2 separate regions of the Bicyclus anynana genome follow, and region 1 is linked to region 2. A link is a contact called in public Hi-C data. All regions are on one chromosome and are shown on one strand. The core of a region is the stretch at or near the end of the contact, and the rest is flanking DNA. Distances in the headings are between cores, read along the strand shown.

What was found. A called contact is a pair of places that touch in the nucleus more often than the background predicts.
Region 1: a contact with region 2 is called in a Hi-C map of whole body, with 3 times the contacts expected there. The contact joins the enhancer-like site here to the promoter of LOC112053071 in region 2. A contact is called at or near these places in 2 of 2 Hi-C or Micro-C datasets (whole body and whole larva).

What each region holds. Positions count from the first base shown.
Region 1 is chr22:13,453,653-13,459,819 of ilBicAnyn1.1, forward strand. It overlaps LOC112053069 (protein phosphatase methylesterase 1), which reads right to left and starts at 6,025. Exons shown (of 10, transcript XM_024092346.2): 1 at 5,827-6,025; 2 at 5,079-5,280; 3 at 4,492-4,601; 4 at 3,270-3,424; 5 at 2,685-2,775; 6 at 2,235-2,300; 7 at 1,781-1,981; 8 at 1,548-1,705; 9 at 1,198-1,262; 10 at 1-189. The coding sequence starts at 5,900. The coding sequence ends at 91. Within about 2 kb of position 1,654, at least 7 of the 8 cell types and tissues checked have open chromatin away from gene starts, as enhancers often do.
Region 2 is chr22:13,370,952-13,376,707 of ilBicAnyn1.1, forward strand. LOC112053071 (calcium uptake protein 3, mitochondrial) reads left to right here and starts at 3,807. Exons shown (of 13, transcript XM_052888466.1): 1 at 3,807-4,053. LOC112053062 reads left to right here and starts at 1,635. Exons shown (of 2, transcript XM_024092334.2): 1 at 1,635-2,202; 2 at 2,703-3,361. The coding sequence starts at 1,822. The coding sequence ends at 3,278.

The DNA of each region.
Region 1 (6,167 bases), core at 404-2,903, 81 kb after region 2:
AGGGTCGTGTCGACACGCCGTCGCGGAGCCAGAGGATCGTCAGCGGAGGGAGGCGTCGACAGAGTGTCGGCGCGCTGTCGACGTCGGCAGTCAGCAGCCCGGCGCCGACACCAGCTGCAGCTGCTCGCCGCGCGGCGTGGGCGCCGTCAGCCGGTGCCGCAGGGCGAAGGCCGCCAGCACGCGCGCCACCTGCACACGTCGCCGACATCAGCCCACCGCAGCACTGCCCTGCTCTCACGCCTTGACCGCACGTACCGAGTCAACGGGCGAGAGAGTAAAACGTTCCTCGGCCGAGACAGTGATGTAAGCGAGGTTGTTCACACGTGTTTTGAAATTAGCAGTCAGTTCAGTTATATTGAGACTACTAGCTGACGTCGCGCGGTTTCACCCGCGTGGTCCCCGTTCCCGTGGGAATATGGGGATAATATATAGCCTATAGCCTTCCTCGATAAATGGGCTATCTAACACTAAAAGAATTTTTGAAATCGGACCTGTAGTTCCTGAGATTATCGCGTTCAATCAAACAAACAAACAAACAAACAAACTCTTCAGCTTTATAATATTAGTATAGATAATTCGGATAAGATGGACCGTAAAACGATTATTAGAAAAAAAACAACGTCGGATTTGGAGACGACGTGGATGTTCATCCTTAGAATGTTTCAAAGGATCGATGTAAACATTTTGAGACTCTGTTAAAAAATATTACTCCATTGACACTGACTACTAACATACATGGTGTATTTTATTTTATTTGGAAATGTTTTAAACGAAAATTATCATAAGAAAAGGCGGCGACGTAACGATAATCATGTGGCCGTCGGCCGAGTGGCGAGACAATGCACGTTCAGACCTGGTGAGTGAGCGAGCGAGACAGTGCGGGGAAGGGAGGGTGGACACTCGGCCTAGTAGATAGAACGGGGGCCGAGCTACTGTCTCGGCGCTTCGTACGGCCGAGTGCTCGGCCGAGCACTCGTCGATATGTTTATACGTACCGAGTACTCGGCCGAGGACACTGCCTCGCCCGTTTGCTCGGTACGTGTGATCAAGGCATCACTTACAAAAGAGTGGGATTTGAAGTTTAGACCCTCCACACTGTATCAGGATTAGCAGGGATTGATAATGATAGACCCTGTCGCAATCATTGCTCGATCATTCAGTTAGAGCTTGTGATAGAAACCCCCAGAGCAAACCGACCTCGGCCGGCGAGTCCTCGTGCACGGCGTGTCCGCAGCGCGTCAGCACCTGCATCTGGAACTTGCCTGCAACACACACAAACACGTAAAAAAACGCTTTAGGTACTTGTACGAATCGTAAATCTATACTTTTTATAGACTCGCTATGACATCTATCGGACTTATTGCGCAAACATTTGTTACGTTCCTGTACATATAGATGGCGCTTATTGAACACTAATGTATTTTATATTGCATTTTTTTTTAATGCGAAGCTTAATTAAAAATTTACAAGTTTAGTTTGCTGATTGTTAGTGCTCTTGGTACACAAGAGTAGTACCAGGCGGGGGGTGCGGGTTCACTAGTGAGCACCTTGCATCTGCCCCACGGTGAGCGCGCGGTCCAGCCCCTCCACCGACGCCAGCAGCAGCAGGCGCGGCGCGCGCGTGGACAGGAAGGCGGCCGACAGCCCCAGGAACCAGCCCGACCAGTGCCGCTCCGAGCGCGCCAGCTCCACGCGCCAGCGGTACCTGCACGGTACCTCGCGGTTACACATAATGAACACGTTGGCGCGAGTCAGCGTGCGAGCAGCGCCATCTGCCTACCTCATGCCGCCCGGCGCCGGCGCGGGCTTGACGAAGTGCGCGGCGTCCCCCTCCGCGCCCTGCACCGCCGCGCCGTCCCCCTCGTCGCCCTCCTCCGCGATGACGTCAGCGCGCACGCCGCGCGTGTTGGGCAGCAGCGGGGAGGGGGGCGCGCTCTGGTATTGCTCGATTTCGTTTGTAGCCAGTTCACCCGTCTCGCAACTGGAATAGTTAATTAATATTTAATATTCCTCAATAAAATGGTCTAATTTTTTGACATGATGATTCACTTCAGTTTTGAATAAAGGTTATGATAGCAAAATAAATAAATCATTATATAAAGGTTTCCATTGCTTTCTGGCATTAGTTTCTGATTCCAATAGAATTGTATATTTAAAGGATGTGCGCTGAGCTGAGAGATCTTTATACCAAATGGAACAGGCAATACAAAGTACATATAATACGATAGACTCACTTGACGATCTGACTGGGCATGGAGACGCGCGCCGACTCTACGTTCCGCACCTGTCCGCTGCGCACGCTGCCGCCGCGTGCACACAAACACTCGTCAGTTCAATGTTCGCTACTAGATGGCGTAGTGCTAGTAGTACTACGCCATCTAGTGGCTTACTATAAAATTATCTAATAATTAATATTAAATTATGTAAGAAATTTTATTACAAATAATTCCTAAGCGCGAGGACAAATTATATCACTATATAAAGTGCGAATTTATGGTCCTTCGAGCCGGATATACATTTAACCATAACACATTGCTTTCAGCTCAATTAGATACTGCAGTTATATAAAGGTACGCTTAAATGATACGGATTTCATTTAGTTATTTTGTTTTTCCTTTTAAGTTACAATTAAATATTTTTTTGTTTGTCTAAAAATCATAAGCAATACAAATAACAACACATACCACCACTCTATGGCGTGCTCGATGCTGTTGAAGTGTGTGGGGCGGCTGCGCAGGAAGCTCTGCATGCTGGCCAGCGCCTCCATAGCGGTCCCTGGCATTTTCATTTATTGTTAGTTGACATCAACATTAATGACAAAAGTATTAAAAATAAGAGAAACAGACAACAGAATAGCTAGGCTTTGTGTAGTAGTTACCATGCAGACAAAGTTCAAGTGAAGGTGTGTGTTGAAGCATGTCATCAATTCCTCTACACCCAGAACACAAGAAACAGGTTCTGCTATAATATTTCACTCTTCCACACAATGGACCAGGCAAGTGCAAGGCGAGATGAATATTTACATAGAATGCTAAGAAAGAAAGAAGAAAGAAAATAAGTTTATTCATTTTTAGTTTAGTTACTAAGCATTTTGTCTCCCCTTGAGATAACAATTTCCATTAGTCTTTTGACTTATGTACCCACCCATTGGCATTTTTGATTCACGACTCAATGAGCTATATCGGTAATATTTTAAGGAACTCTTCATTTATTATTTGATTTCTAATGAAGATTTCTTAAGAATAATAGATTTAGCCGGTCCACAGTACCTTCCACGACGTCAATGACAGCGACGCCCTGCACCGCGGGCTCCAGCGAGGGCAGGTGCGCCGCCCGCACCGCCACCGCGCCGCCCATGGAGTGCCCCAGCAAGACGAGCGGCGGCAGCTCGGGGAACAGCTTGTGCAGCACCGCGCCCACGTCGCTACAACACAAGAGAGTTGGAGCTTAGGCCCACAACACTGCCCCAATGCAGGATTGGAAGAAAGAAAAGATAGATGAGTCAATGTCAAAATTCATTTATTTCAATTAGGCATATTACTAGCTCTTTTGAAAGTCAGGTAATGTTATTAGATAATGTTGATAATTAGTCGAAAACCTAAAATTAAAGTTACGAGGGTTCCGCACCTGCCTTGGTCCTAGTCCAAATTCTGCCAGGTTTTTATTTGTTTTCTACTCATAAGATATAACAAAACTTTTCAAAACAAAACCTGTCTTCACAGAGCTATACTATTGTACCAATAATAATAATAATTATAATATAATAATAATAATAAAAGCCTTTATTTACTGAACTTTATAAACATAATATTATTGTAACATATCATTGACACTGATTCTTTTCTTCAGCTTGCCCTCAGGCATAGGCCTCCTCCAGACACTTCCATAGTTCCCTATCTCTTGCTTTCCTTCTCCATGTGTCTCCTGCTGTCTGTCTGAGGTCATCCTCCCATCTTTGGCAGGGGCGACCTCTTTTCCTTTTTCCTATCCTAGGATACCACTCTGTCACATCCCTGGTCCACTTATCCCTTTTATCCCGCATGAAGTGTCCTGTCCACTTCCACTTAAGCTTCTTAATTGTTACTGCCATTGTACCAATACCTGGGCAAAATTATCATACCGTTTTGGTAAGTGATTATGCTAAAATGGAAGTGGGCTAACTTGTTAGGAGGTTGGTAATCTACAGTCCTTTCTGTTTGTACATGACATCATACCAAAATGCAAAATCGCTTAGCGGTATGTCTGTGCCGGTAGAGTGGTGAACTAGCCACAGCCAAAGTCTCCCACCAGCCAGACCTGGACCAATTAAGAAAACCTCAATCAGCCCAGCGGGGATCTAGCACAGGACCTCCGTCTTGTAAATCCACTGTGCATACCATTTCGCCACAGAGGCCATCAAAACTGTAGCAGCAATCAGATTGTAGTATGCACAACTAACTCTATGTGACTGTATCATGAGATGTTGATTTACTATTAAAGATGTCAACTCACTTTACAAGTGTGTCAATGCTCAAGTCATCAGGGTCCAGAGCCTTGGTCTCCCCGTGCCCGCGGATATCCATGGACACCACCTGGCAGTTGATCAGGCTGACTATTTCTTCCTGGAATACATCCACACTTAATACAATATAATGTAGAAGGTTTTGTAATTTTAGATTAAATCTTATTACATAAAAAGTAAAACCTTAAAAAGTCTGTTTTGATTAATTTGCATCTTAAGGGTAAAATAATAGGTATTGTGCTCTCAAATGCATTTCATCACAGCAGCCAATGTCATCTTAATGCAAGCATTCTACAGGAGATATTATACTGAGAATGTCTTAATATTCTAATGGTACAGTACACTAACACAAGAGAGATATGATGTGAGCTTAATGACTGAATCTTTATCAGCCTAGTATTTAGCCAGTGACATATCTCACAGAAAATGGACAAAATGTCTATTTATCTTCAAAAGATACATTATTTGGTTGCACTGTAGGCCTACTGGAAGCTTTAACAATTAAATACAATTTTTTTTAATAAAACATAAGTTAGAGGGATCATCATATTAAGCGATAATGCTATGCTGTACCTACTGTGAACAAAGCCCAGCTGAGTCCCGAGTATCCTCCACCGTGCAGAGTGACAATCCTCGGCTGGTCGGGATGCTCCGGCTCTGGAGACAGGTACACCCTGAACACGCCCACCTCTAGCTCCACATCTACATACTTGTCAAAGTAATTCTTCCACGCCACAGGGGAGTAGTCCTTACGACGCGCCCCACTGAAGGGTGCCAGTCTACGAGACAAAGTTCTCTATTCTTACTTTACGATTATTATTTCATTATCAATTATAAAAATAAATTTATAACCAAAAAAATAGCAACACCTACTTAATTAATAAAATAATTATGCTGGGCATTAAGTAGCATTGGTGGAAATTCAATAGAATCCTACTAAAATGTGTAATATCAACAGTGTTCTTGAAATATATGAGTCCAGTCCTATACACCAGCTTGTACCAGTTGATAGAGAAAGAGCAGGGATGGTACAATTTGTTAGACATAATCTTAATATTACAAACATAATCAATAACACGCAACTAAACACGTAACGTCTCAGATGAACTTATAGGCATATTCCTTTGACCTTTCAGTATTCAGTCGTCCAGAACCAAGTTAGTTACAGCATTTTCAAAATGTAATTTTACATACAATTTATTCAAAACTCAACATGATTTTGTTAAATACAGATAATAGGTAGATCGAAAACAATCTAAAAACACAATGTTTATTATACTTTAATCGATTTGTAAATATAATTTGATTTCATAAACTTAACTTACTTCGATATGCCAGATGTCCGAGGCATTTTCGGCGGCAGTTTATTCTTCATTATAGTTTTCTGTAACGACGACATTATTTACTTTTACTAATTTAATAAATTCGTCTTACAGAATAGAAATTACGGTAAATATGTTATTTGCGGTTAAATAATAAACAACGCGTCCACATCCGACATTCATTTTACAATGAATGTCAATGTCAAACTCAAAACTCAAATGTCATTGTCATTGAGTTAATGTTGACATTGGCAAAGAGCGGCGAGAAAAATCGATTATTCATTTTCATTGTATCGATTGACCACAATAATGATCTTAACATTTCATTGTTATTTTATTTCAAT
Region 2 (5,756 bases), core at 2,557-5,056:
ACTGGAACGTTTTGGGGCTCTGATCCTAAAGTCCTATCTCTATTATATAAAAGCATGGTCAGAAGTCACTTTGATTATAGTTTCCTTGCATATATGCAAGCCAATTCCACATTATTAAAAAAACTTGATGTTATTCAAAACATTGGCTTGCGCATAATAAGTGGGGCTATGCGCTCTACACCTGTTAATTCAATGGAAGTAGAGACTTGTATTTCTCCTTTAATTGTAAGACGCATATATTTAGCTGAAAGATTTTGTTTGAAAGCTCTATCGTCGAGCTCTTCAATAGTGAACAAACTTTTGCTTCCAAATAGTCTACTAACGGTAACTAAATCTACAACTGAATCTTTACAAGCGACTGCAAATTCACTTTTGGCAGGTAAACAACCTACCATATCTATTATTATGACATATATGCATAATATTGCCACTAACATAAATGTTAGTAACGCCTGGCCCATGTACTCTTGCTCCTTTGAGAGCTTGATTATGAAAAATAAAATTCATTTGTTGAATATTACGTCAAACATAGACTTCCGGATGTTTATTGATAAAAATTGTAAATATTATTATAAGTTATATACAGATGGATCTAAAAATCAGCACTTTGTAAGTGCTGCTTTCTATGATCCACAAAAAAAATTTAGTAAAGCGTTTAAGTTAAATTCTCGATGTAGTATTTTTACTGCGGAATCTTTTGCAATTTTAAAAGCAATTTCTTATATAAAAGAGGAAATTTTACATAGTGTAAATAATTGTATTATAGTAACAGATTCCAAAAGTGTTCTTTTAGCTATTAACAATTTCAATTTTAGTTATAAGTCTTCATACATTATTTTTCAAATTAAAAATGTATTACTAGACATAAGAAAAACTGGAATGAACGTAGAATTTGTCTGGGTACCCTCCCACAGAGGTATAGCGGGCAATGAACTGGTTGATTCTGTAGCAAGACAAGGATTGTTTAATGAAGATTGTTCAGACAATATCAAAACTCCATTTACAGACTTTTATCATGAAGTGAAGAAGAGACAGAAGTTGCTTTGGCATGAACTTTGGAAAGAAACTAGTAAAAGTAAAGGATCTTGGTACGCAGACATACAAAATGAAATACCGGTGCAGCCATGGTATAACAAAATGAGTTGGGATTCAAGAAAATTCATATCAATAATAAACCGACTAAGGTTTGGTCACTGTTTAGTGCCAAGCCATTTATTCAAATTAAAAATTTATAAAGATAACAAATGCATGTACTGTAAAAAAGACGACGCAGATATCAATCACATAATTTTCAAGTGTTCAGCTTTTGGTATACAAAGAATAATATTAGCAAGTTCGATAGAGTTAGTAAAGGAAGAAAACGAAATTAAGTGTGATCCCCGCCACATTAAGGAATTGTTGAGGAACCATTTATTTTATAAGCCTGTTTTAGATTTCATTAGTAACACAATAGAAAAATTGTAAAATACAGTAGTAAATTTATATTTAGATGACGACGACGATAATTTTAAGTGCTTTGTATTATTTTTAAGAAAAATTGTAATATTTAAAGCAGGGCCTATAAGGACTTGTATCCAAGGCCGTTAAATAAATTAAAAAAAAAAAAAAAAAAAAATGCGAGCGTGAAACACGTCAAACGCCATTATCGAGTGAAGGTCGCTACTCGCTGTAGCGCTCGAGATCCGCTCGATGCTTCATTCGCCGATCGCCATCTTGTTGTCTTCATCACGATAACAAGAATCGATGCGTTTTTTACTCGGTTACGATTCTAATAATCATCATTTAATTCGGCGGCAAAGTGATCTGTGACCGGGAATCGATATGAAGAAAACGTCTTCTCTGGTTTGGCGGGTTTTCGATCGATTAGAGGAGAATAAACGTTGCGTTGCAGTGTTGTGCAAATTATGCGATTCGCAATACAAATATTTCGGTAATACGACGAATTTACGAACGCATTTGGTGAATAAACATCCGATTCAGTGGGAGTTGCTCCAGAATGGAACCTTGGACGACTCTAATATCCGCGTGTACGACGTCGATGAGAGCACAAGCCAAAGCCAAAGTCATAGTACGCCCAGGCGGAAGAGATTCATAAAATCCTACAAAGACAATAACGTACGTTACTCCGTATCTGTTGATCTTAATAAAAAAGGAAATGACCGAAACCCCTCCAACTCAATGCCAGTTATAGAAATACAACGGGTATTTATATTCTTAAATAGGTTATACTGTGATAATGATGTATTCAATATTGATAACACTAACTATCTTTCTGATTCAAATTCAATTCTTATCCCGAGTGACCCGAGTCCTGATTCGAATCGAATTCGATGCCGAAAATCGGCATATCGACTTGTTATTCGTTCTAAACGATTAATCAATCAAATCGATTGGAACGATTGTTTGGATAAATCGTTTTGGCAAAGTGATTCGCGTCTCATTTCGATCTCGATTTTGACATATCAGTTATGTAATACATACTGTAACAATATCGATTACCGATTTAGGAATTAGGTTTAGGATTGTCGTAACTCGTTACTCGACACAAATTACAATGATAGAAAAATTAAATAATATCTGAAGTAATAATCAAAACAGGAATCAAAATTAAAAATTACAAAATTATTATAGCTTCCTTTTCATGCCTGGGTTTTACTAAATTATTTGTTACACTTATCTTAATAAAAATAACTTAATTTCAGGTTGATGTGTTAGAAAATTCAGAAACAGAGAATGAAACCCAGTTGGAAAGCAACGAGGAACCTTTGACCATAGTGCGGCAGATGCATGCAGGTCAAGCTTCCGATGAAGAGTGGCTCAACGAGGAAGTCTATGAAGAATACCAACCCAAGCGAAAGAAGACCAAGTACAGGACAATCAAAAGAGAAGTTTTATCACCACCTCCCAGTAATTCCAAATATAGACTGTTGGATCCACACGGTTATACCAAACAGAGTCATGGGTATTCCAAACCTGCACCAGAGCGAGTGCTGGTTGATAGCAGTCACAGGAAAGACGAATATTCAGTGTTTGGAGAATATGTGGGTAACAGACTGCGTAAATTCAAAAACTCTCAAGTGCGAGGCAATTTACAGCAGTTGATTACCACTATACTCTGGCAAGCCGAGTATGGACTGTATGATAATATTGAAACAGTGAAGAGGGTAATATTACATTCTGTGCAAGAGATGGTAGTGGAACAAACCACAGAGCAAATTGTTGTGCAAGAGGAAGACATACAACAAAAAGAAACTATTATTAACTCTGAGGAAAACTAACTAAACCAAAGAATCTATTTCTTAATTATGTATTCAATTATGTAAAGACATTTGTTTAAAATTAATAAATCACCAAATAAATACTTGTTTGTAATAAATTATTTTACAGTTCTATCAATATTTGTTACTTAATTCAAAGATTCTGCAATTTTATCATGTACCTACATTGTATATACTATAATTTAATCATTTAATCATAGATTATAAATTGCAAGCATTGGCTTTAAAACATTTTTTTAAATGATATTTTATTCTAAGTCAATGTGCTGAAAACCTCATCAAAATATGTTCAGTTTCAGTTTTTTCTATGGTTGAATACATGCATAAATACGTAGCAAATTACCAATTAAGTACTTTGAAATAATCAATCTGATGAAAATAATATATTCCTGTTATTTGATGACATAAGTAAATTACATTAAAATGATCTAAAATAGAAAAAAATCAAAAACTCATACCTATAAAAAATTAGTAATACAAGCGCAAATACGCATTGCGCATGCGCCTGCAAAAGTGGCAAACTATTCTCCTCTCGCTCACTCCTCCAAACGTCAATAGGCAGTCTACCAACATGGCGACGTTATGCCGTACGTCGGGAAAATTATTGGGAAAAGTGCAGTTTTTGCCGGTATGCTCGCGTAATTTCAGTTCAGTAAAGTGCAATAGATATTACAAAAATGTGTGGAAGACATGTGCGTGTGTTTTGGGCGGAGGGATGGTCTTGTACGCCGCTAGTTACAAACGCGGAGGCACAGTATACGCTCTCAAAGCTAAGGTAAGAAATATATTTAGAAACGTCAAAAAGCTATTTTTAACCTCTTTGCAGTTTGGTATCGCTCCGTAATGTGTTATAATAAATTGTAGCAGGTTACAAAAATGCACTAATGACTCGTCTCTAATCGATTGGTAAGGTTATTTCCTTGTTTTCATTTGTCATGTTGGTAATGACAGTTGCCTGTTGCAGTTGTGAATGTAAACAAATGATAAGTGATAACAACTCTGTTGTGATATTGCTATGTAAGTTAACACCATTGGTTCGGCGATAAACTTGGGAGGGTTCAATTCTAGATGAGGGCTAATTTAGGAAATTTTAACAATGACAGCTTATAAAATAAAGATAGATCTCCTTAGATTTAGTTAGACGTATCTGAGTTGCACACTTAAACTGTGGTCCTTTGGAATGTTAGTCTCCCACAGCACAGTAAGCTGATATTTACTCACTTTTATACTGTGGTCCTTTCTGAATGTTAGTCTTCCATTGCAAAGCTCTACTGTACTATAAGCTCTATGAGTACTATATGTTTAGGTTGTTAAAAAAAAAGAAAACACTCTGATCTAGATCACAGAAATAGTGATATACATTATTTTTTAACTGAACCGTATTAATCAATAATCAGTAGTAATACACAATGCATAATAATTACTTACCACAGAGAGTGGGCCACACTCAACACTCATCATGAGTTCACTCATTGTATTATGTTGTTACTAACTTGCTGCTCAATTGTGTTATTGCATTACCTTATTGCCTCAGTGGGCCAGTACGCTGTAACTTCGGATCAAAACATACTCGGTTCAAGTTCTGGGTCAGACAATGAGCTGTTCTTTCTTTCAAAAAGTTCTCAGTAGCAGCCCAAAATTGAAAACTTGATGGTGGCACCTTCAAGAGAAGAGTGTTACGAGTGGTGCCGCCAGTAAATATTATATCTGATGGGATTCTTAAAGAGATTACATTATCACCCTAATTTTGATATTCAATCTACCTCTTACCATCTTGTGGCCATTGATGTTCAATGTACATTGATATATAATGTTGACCCTGTTGATTACAGAAAATTTGTTTTTTATATACTGTTTGGTAAACAACATGAATGAGGAGATCTCGCACCTGAAAGCTCAGTGTTGGTTGACCCCATACTAGGTGGGCCGAGAACATCAAACAGGTTGCAGGGAGCCCCTGGATGCTGGCGGCTCAAGACTGTTGTGCTGGGAAGTTCATGCAAGAGGCCTATGTCCAGCAATGGACGTTTATCATCTCTTTTGTGGAACATTTGGGGCTCATCCAGGTCAATTTCCTCTATGGCGACTTCCTGAAGAAGGAGTTTGTTATAAACAGGCCCTCCTTCTCCAGGAAGTCCTCCAACATTTAGCCCACTCTCAACTCTAGAAGCTCCTCACGCTCAGCTTTGCGGTGAAGTCCCCCACATCAGTATTGCAATTGTAATGTTGCAATGGTAATGTGTTGTATGAGGATATATCTATCCTCCTACAGTGGAGCATATTGTTATTATTAGGTAATTATAGCATTTAATGAAACAAATCTTATTTATATGATATAGCACTACACATTATATTATGAACTAGCGGACGCCCGCGACTTCGTCCGCGTGAAACTCGATGTAAACTTTCAACTACCCCTACCCGTACTACCCTACTCCTACCCATTTTTTTAATTTTCCGCACAGTTTTTTAAATTTT